Regions from separate parts of the Sus scrofa genome. Here region 2 is linked to region 1. A link is a contact called in public promoter capture Hi-C data. All regions are on one chromosome and are shown on one strand. The core of a region is the stretch at or near the end of the contact, and the rest is flanking DNA. Distances in the headings are between cores, read along the strand shown.

Region 1 (3,856 bases), core at 927-3,426:
TAGGTCACATACTTGGCTCAGATCCTGCATTGCTGTGGCTCTGGCGTACACTGGTGGCTACAGTTTGGATTCGACCCCTAGCCTGGGAACCTCTGTATACTGCAGGTGTGGCCCTAAAATAAAAAGCCACAAGACAAAGAAAAATATCCTAGCATATGGATTCATTGTTTTACTATTCAAGTGTATATAAAGCCGTCAGCAAGGGCCTTGCATAGAATAAATATTCAATAACTGTTAGCTCTGAAGTTTATCAAAACTAGTTTTTGCTGTGGTTATGAGAAGCAGGAGTAGTTGACTATTTGAAAAGTTTGTTAGGAATTCACTGTAAATGGTGCCTGCCATCTTAAAAGACATTTATGAGGAGTTCGCATTGTGGCGCAGTGGTTAACGAATCCGACTAGGAACCATGAGGTTGCGGGTTCGGTCCCTGGCCTCGCTCAGTGGGTTAACGATCCGGCATTGCCGTGAGCTGTGGTGTAGGTTGCAGACGCGGCTCGGATCCCGCGTTGCTGTGGCTCTGGCGTAGGCCAGTAGCTACAGCTCCGATTAGACCCCTAGCCTGGGAGAAATTGCAAAAAGACAAAAAAAAAAAAAAAAAAAGACATTTATGAAGCAGTCTCCCTGCAGAGTACTTCCACATTTTTCTTTTTCTTTCCCAAATGCTCTCACCCGTACCTGACTTGACAGTTCTTTCAGTGCCTCGCTTTATCAAGTTGTTCCTAAGCATCCAACCTAGTTTTCTTAGAACCAGCAGCTCTCTCTTGGCGTTTGTTAATTCTGTAATGACAGAGACGTGCCACAGACATAAGCCCGTTTACGAGCAAACACAACTGACCCTTTGTAAGAACATCACTCAGTTGGTGGGAGTCCTGGGAGCGCCCACAGCTGGGTGGCTCAGGGTGCAGTAGGCATGTGTCGGTGCTGTTGAAAAATGGAAGAGTGAGTGTTGGTTAATTTGGAGAATTGGATCAGTGAAAGCCAGTTAAGGGAATTTCCTTCAAAAAGTAAGCTAAGCTGATACTGTTAAATTTTTTAAAAAAGAGTGTGTGTGTGCTTCTTTTTTTTTCTCCCCTCTACTCACAGATTCTTTTTTTTTTTTTGGTCTTCTCTTCTTAGGGCTGCACTTGCAGCATATGGAGGTTCCCAGGCTAGGGGTTGAATCAGAGCTACAGCGGCCTGCCTATGCCACAGCCACAGCAACTTGGTATCTGAGCCGCGTAGGCAACCTACACCACAGCTCATGGCGACGCCGGATTCTTAACCCACTGAGTGAGGCCAGGGATTAAACCCACAATCTCATGGATACTAGTCTGTTTCGTTAACTGCCGAGCCATGATGGGAACTCCCTCCTCTCAGATTTTTAATTCCACCCAAGGCCGCCTTCTTCCACTTGCCTTTCTTCATCTGCATCTCTTCCTTAGAGAATTTCTTGGCACCCAGAGACATCACTCAACTTAGTTCAGTGTATTTAGAGGGTGGATAATAACAGCAACAATAGACAGTGGAGTCCTGAGCACTAGGTTCCCAGCGCTGTGCTCCTCCCTTTGCCTGCAGCAGGTCATTTACTTTTCACATGTCCCCATCAGTAGAAACGGACACCATCCCCATTTTACAGATGATGAAACGGAGGCTCAGAAAGGCTGAGAAAGCCAAAAGCAGTGGCACATGTGGCTTTGGGTCCGTGACTATTAGGTGTGAAGATTTTATGGGTTCTACTGCAGTCCTGAGAAACCCTCTGTTCCCTCCCATCCCAACAAAAGGCCGTGCTTAGGAAATCAGAGTGGAGTCTCTGGCTGGGAATCAGGCCAGAAATAATACAAATAGTGCTGTCCTTCCTGTCAGAAGTTCTCTGAGTCCTGGATGCCTGTGTTTGGGTTGGGCTTTGTTTTCACCGCCCCTCAAGTGCTATAAATCCTGTGTTCCCCACAGTCCAGAAGAGATGTTGAGTCAAGTCTGCTTCTGAGTCAGAGAGAGACAGCGGTAAACGCTGCTGAGCAGGTAGAGATGGAGAGCAGCTCCTTGGTCAGCAGGTGTGTGTGTGAAAACACCTGCCCGCGTGGGTCCAAGCTGCATCCTCCGCAAGACCATCCTCCAGCTCTTCCCTCCGGGCCCCACTGCCTGATCTCCTCCTCCGTGACTCAGCCACTTTATCCGCAATAAAAGGAGCTGAGGTTCACTGCCAGCTCATGACTGGCCCCAGTGCTGTCCCTGGGGTGGAGACATTCATCTGGGTGAGTCACCCAGGCTGTGCTGCAAAGATTCCTGAGGGCGGGGACACTGATCTCTGATGGCTCCTGGACACCTGCCTTTACCCTCATGGTCCAGGTTCTTGGGTTCCAGGACCCTCAGTGGCAAACTTCTACAGTTGAGTGAAACTTCAGTCTCATCATCAAGTCACTCCTTAAAGCCCTAGTTCCTTTATCTAAACTCTGTAGTTTGGGGTCATTCCACTTAAACTAGGTGTAAAGGCACCACACGTACAATTGCTGAGAGTAGTACCATTGGAGAGATTGGCTGAAACCCCATCTGTGTTAGACATTCTTTACCCCTTTGGGTGTGTGAGAGGAACCTGACAGGTCTTGCACTGTCCAGGTGCTCCCATTTGGAGCTGGGCCACCTGCCGAGCCCAGACTCATCAAAATCGCTAGGGCCATTAGTCTTGTTTACAAGTGGAAAAACACCCTTGCAAATGTGCAGGCGCAAGAATTCCAAATCATAAATATTGAACTTAACCATTTTTCCCCCACTCTAACTCCAGTGAGAAAAGAGATGGGGAAAAGAAGGAAAACTGGAGATTCTGTTTAAAGTGATCAAATCATGTTAAAATCTTGACATGATTTGATCACTGCTCTCCCACTTCGCTGCTTTGTCGTGTCCAACCGTGTAGTGCCACGCTCAGTGTCTTATTCAGCTGTGACCTGTGGGAGGCTGCCTCGTTTAATGCAGATTGTGGGTAAGACAAGGTTCTGCCCTCTTCTTTTGTTCCCCCATTTCCTAGAGCATAGCCCACTGTGATGTTTCACCCTGTTCCTCCTTAGGAGTCTGGTGTTGTATGTGTGGTGGGCACTTTCCCTTCCTTCTCTTCTGTGCTTTGCTGTCAGGGCCCTGCTCTAGAGAGAATTACCTTGGTTACTCAGCTCCCAGTACACAAGCCTAGTCGCTTTGGGGCCACTGCTGCTATTCCCAGTAGGAACAGATGATGCACAAGTGTGTAGACTCAAAGTGTTGGCTTTTCAGAGATCTGTGTGCTGTGTGACTCAGGGTTGGGTGGGTCAGATCTGTGACTTTGCTTGTAAATATTACATACAGGAACCCTCTCTATTGTCCTGACATTGTACTGTGGGTTGCTTTGGGCATGCCTGTGTTTTAAGACTTGTCCACACAGCTACAGGAGCCTAATCATAAACCTCACAGAGGAAATTGGCATCTCGGTCATGGTTATGAACAAGTGAGGTCAGGTTTGCCCTGTGGATTCCCCGAGCCAGGCACATGGAGCTGACATCTGAAGCGTGGCCGCCTCCTCTTCGGCATTGGTCCTGTGCAAAAGCCACAAGGCTCTGGGGTGGACCGTGTTGCGCCTTTGTTTGATTTGTCTGGGATAGAAACACATGTTCATAGACCTTCCTGCTTCCTTCACGACCTCTGAACTTTCACTTTGGGCTGGTACGCAGTCCTCCAGACAAGTGGCACTTCGTTCTGTTTGAATGTGAACTGTGGTTGGGAAACATTAAGGGTGGGGAGATTGAATCTTTTATGGACTCCGTGATTCCCACCATCCAGCAGAAACAGTTCCTTTTTTTTTTTTTTTTTTGTGAACTAAACTTCGAAAAGCGGTTGGCCAGTCATTTTTTCCTAT
Region 2 (3,889 bases), core at 187-2,686, 120 kb before region 1:
AAAAAAGTTTTTTCTCTTTCTCTCTTTCTTTTGGCTGCACCGGCGGCATTTGGAAATTCCCCCCCGCCAGGACTGGCATCTGAGCTGCAGCTGCAACCTATGCCACAGCTGTGGCAATGCCGGACCGTTTAAACCATGGTGCTGGGCTGAGGAATGGAACCCCAGCGGACACAGAAACAAGGCCGGACCCTTAACCCACTGCACCCAGCCGGAACTCTCAGTTGCAGTCTTAGGCATTCAAGGATTTCATGATGTGACAGAGAATGAAGGGAGGGGTGGTGATGAAAAAAGAAGAGTAAGAGTGGGGAGAGAGTCAAGCTCATACTTGGCACCAGTTGGAGACAGAATTGAAACTGTCATCGCATCTGCTACACAGTCCAGCGTCATATCTGATTCCGTGCTATTTTTCCCGCCACAGAGTGCGCGTCTGCAGCACAAGACGCATAACTTTATTCACGCTTTTGTGTGTCCTCCGCAGCACTTTGCACACAGTTGTTCCCAGTACAATTTCCATTGACCTTAAGGATGGTTGAATTCCCACAATCAAGCAAACTGGAACGATTTCCCTAGACCTAAATCTAAGGTTTTAGACTTTTGTACACTTCAAAATGCCTGGCACACAGTAAGCGCCCAATAAGCACTTGTTGAGCCGCACAGAATACATCAGATTCGCCCAGTTCAGCCCTGGCAGAGAGGTCGGCCTCTGGCAGGACGACAAAATCCATGGCTATTAAATTGTTATGTAAGAGTTAATGACCCTCCTGGCCCACTTGACATCTCTCCGGCAAGAGAAGTGCAAGGGCAGGGAAAGGAAGAGAGAGCAGTATTTGCAAACACTCTCTCTCTCGGTGGTAGGGGCACAGATTGATTTCTAGCCTTGGTTCACCATAAGGATCTGAAAACACCGCTGCGCGCGCCAGGCGGTGCGGGGCGGGAGGAGCGGGCGGCGTGCTGGCATTTCGGTTGAGGCGCATTCCCTTCCGTGGGTAAGGCCTGCCCACCCGGCACGCCCAAGGGCGCTGGGTCTGCGGGTGACAGCGGCCCCAGAAGGTGACTCGAGTTCTAGGCGGTGCCCGTGGGGTCCCCGCTGGCTCGGGTGCAGGCCGGGCCCGGGGAAACCGGGCGCCCCGCCCCGGGTGGCAGCAGCCCCGAGCCCCCAGCCGCTCGCCGTCCCCTCCCGGGTATCCGCTGCGCTCCAGTGGGCGCCGCCGGGCCCGGCTTCCCCGAGCCGGGGGGCGCGCACGCCGCGAGGCGCGGAAGATGGCGGCGCGGCCGGGACCGGGGTGGCCGCGAGGGGCCGCGGCGCTTGGCGCTCGGCTGGGCCGGCGCGGCTAGAGCGGCGCCTGGGCCCGGGCGGCGCGGCCTCCTCCCCGCCCGCCGCCGCCGCCGCCGCGCCCCGCCCCGCGCGCCCGCCCGCCTGCCCGCCCCTCCCCGGGCCGCGGCCGTGCCCCGCGTCGCGCTCCCCCGGGATGGCCCGCGCGCCTCGGCGCTGCCTCTCGGAGCACACGGCGGAGCGGCGGCGGCCGCGCTCGGGGGGCGCGCGGCTGCGGCGGCGGCGGCGCCGCGCGTGAGGGGCCGCCTCGGGCCGAGCGGGCGCCGCCAACATGTCGGATACGAAGGTAAAAGTTGCCGTCCGGGTCCGGCCCCTGAACCGACGAGGTGAGGAGCTTTCCGCTCGTTTTCGTGTGTGGTCGGGCCGAGGGCGGGGGCAACTTTGGAAACTGCGGGGCCGCGGGGCTGGGGCGGCCGAAGCGGAGCCGGGGTCGGTGCGCCCGGCCGGAGGCGGCGCCCGCACCGGTCGCGGGACCCGGCGCGCCGGCTCCCGGCTCCCGGCTCCCGGCTCGGCCGCCTCCCGGGGGAGCCCGCACGGCGCACGAAAGCGGGCTGCGGGCGCGGATGCTCGACTTTGCAACGTCCGTTTTGCCTTTGGCTTTCAGAACTGGAACTGAACACCAAGTGCGTGGTGGAGATGGAAGGGAATCAAACGGTCCTGCACCCTCCTCCTTCTAACACCAAACAGGGAGAAAGGTAAAGCGGGTGCCGAGAGGGCGGGCGGGAGGGTCCAGCCCCGCCGCCTCCTGCAAGTTTGAGCCAGGAAAATGGGAGTGCTCTTTCCTATTGTTAGGAGGTCGGCTTCAAGTTTGTCGCACGCTCCTGGCTGAAGCTGTGGCAAGTCCAAGTTCCTCTCTCCTCCCTCTGCCCCCCTCCTCGTTGTCCCCTCCCACCTAGAGCGGCATCAGGCTGCGCCCCCAGGCCAGAGCCGGGACCAGTCGGCTGTGCCTCCTGTCGGGTTCGAGGCACCCAGAGAGTGAGGGAGCAGGATGGGACCCTTGAGACAATGAGTCCAACGGCCACATTTTACAGATGCGAAAACTGAGGCCTGAGTTGGGCAGATGACCACCCCAAGGCCTGGTTCGTGGAACCCAGTGCCCTTGGTTCTTTCCACCCCTGCTCTGTTTGCTTTATTTGGCAGAACTGTTAAGGAACTTTGTGTGTAAAATGAGAGGTGGGAAGGAACACCCCCACAATAAAGCAAACAGTATTGTACGACGTAGGCTCAGGCCTGGACCATTTAAAATCTTTTTTTATTTTTTATTTTTGGTGCTGGGTTGAAATAATGCTTGAAGGTAATGCGCGAATTTTGATTTTCAAGGAAACAAAAGTAGTGCCCCGAGCTGTATAGACGATGGGGGGGCATGTTTAAAAGGGGGCTGTATTTACTAGATGGCAACATATTTGCATTTGAAAAGTGACAACTGTTGGATCCTTATTAATTCAGCTCTATTCCACGCAGTAGTATGGGAAAATGCCCTAAAATAATTTGAATATTTGGCATTTTTCTGGTAAGCCCCTGAGAAGAAAACGGTTGGAATTCGTTCAGACTAGCAGTGCAGTAGCTTGTAAAAATAGAAAGGAAAAACCAGGGAGATTTGACAAAATTAATTCCTCTCCGGCATGAGTTTGTGTTTTTGAAAGTCACCTGTTGATTGATGTGATACAATTTAGTGCCTTTTTTTTTTTTTTCCTCTTCGGAGATTTTTTTTTCCCCCCACTGAAGAGAGACTGAAAGTAGGGTTTGTTACTTTATTGCCAAAGGAAGCAACTGCCTTTATTCTGTAATCCTATGGTGTTCAGACATAGTTTTGTTAAATTTGGGGGGAGAAATTACCAATAGGTGAGATGGGGAATTCTTTTCTTTTTGTGCTGAGGCTAGACATTTTTATCCAGGGTGCAAACATTCTGCTTCCTATAGCAGATTGTTACAGTGATTGTAAATAGCTAAGTTATATTTAAAATGTGTTAAATACTTTTCAGGAATGGGCGTATCCTTGGATAATATTTTGAGATACATTTTAGATATTTGTAGTATTTTAGATACATTTATAGCACTATAGTTGTATATTTCATGATGATACTAACCTCATTGAGCAAATGAAAACATTTACAGATTAGATTCCCTCATCACCAGCATTTCCCCACCCCTCAACATGAATATTTTCATACTGTTTCAGAAAAAAAATTCTGCTGGGTCAGTCTTGAAAGCCATCTAGGGAACAGGTAGACTGTTAATTCCTTTTACATAGCTGTGGCTTCTCTTTTCCTTGCTGATTTGTCACCTACTCTTTGTCACTCTTACCTGTAAGCAATGTTACTGTTCACTACTATTTAATGAAATGAAGCTTTGTCATTTGTGGACAGAAACAGATTTAGTTTTGTGGAATTTGGATGGAAATTACAACTGTAGACCGTTGGTTTTGAAATGCTAAATAATCAGTTGACCATTTTTTGGGCCACCAACATGGTTACTAATCAGGATGTTTTAAGTACTGATTTGAAGGGTGATTTGGGGATTTATCCATCTGCTTGCTTATTGGAATAGCCCCTTATC

The links. Promoter capture Hi-C pulls out the DNA fragments that hold promoters and counts their contacts.
Region 2: a contact with region 1 is called in a promoter capture Hi-C map of liver, with 4 times the contacts expected there. The contact joins the promoter of KIF13A here to the enhancer-like site in region 1. A contact is called at or near these places in 1 of 5 promoter capture datasets (liver), 6 of 47 Hi-C or Micro-C datasets (alveolar macrophages, embryonic fibroblasts, heart right ventricle and 2 more) and 1 of 2 datasets of contacts at active chromatin or transcription factors (skeletal muscle).

What each region holds. Positions count from the first base shown.
Region 1 is chr7:13,594,876-13,598,731 of Sscrofa11.1, reverse strand. All of the region lies in intron 4 of KIF13A (kinesin-like protein KIF13A), which reads left to right. Among named protein-coding and RNA genes, the nearest start is that of KIF13A, 120 kb to the left of the region's middle. Within about 2 kb of position 2,176, at least 37 of the 83 cell types and tissues checked have an H3K27ac peak or open chromatin away from gene starts, as enhancers often do. A contact at or near this core is called in liver, skeletal muscle and subcutaneous adipose tissue, where this site is marked.
Region 2 is chr7:13,714,391-13,718,279 of Sscrofa11.1, reverse strand. KIF13A (kinesin-like protein KIF13A) reads left to right here and starts at 1,436. Exons shown (of 40, transcript XM_021100220.1): 1 at 1,436-1,659; 2 at 1,938-2,028. The coding sequence starts at 1,605.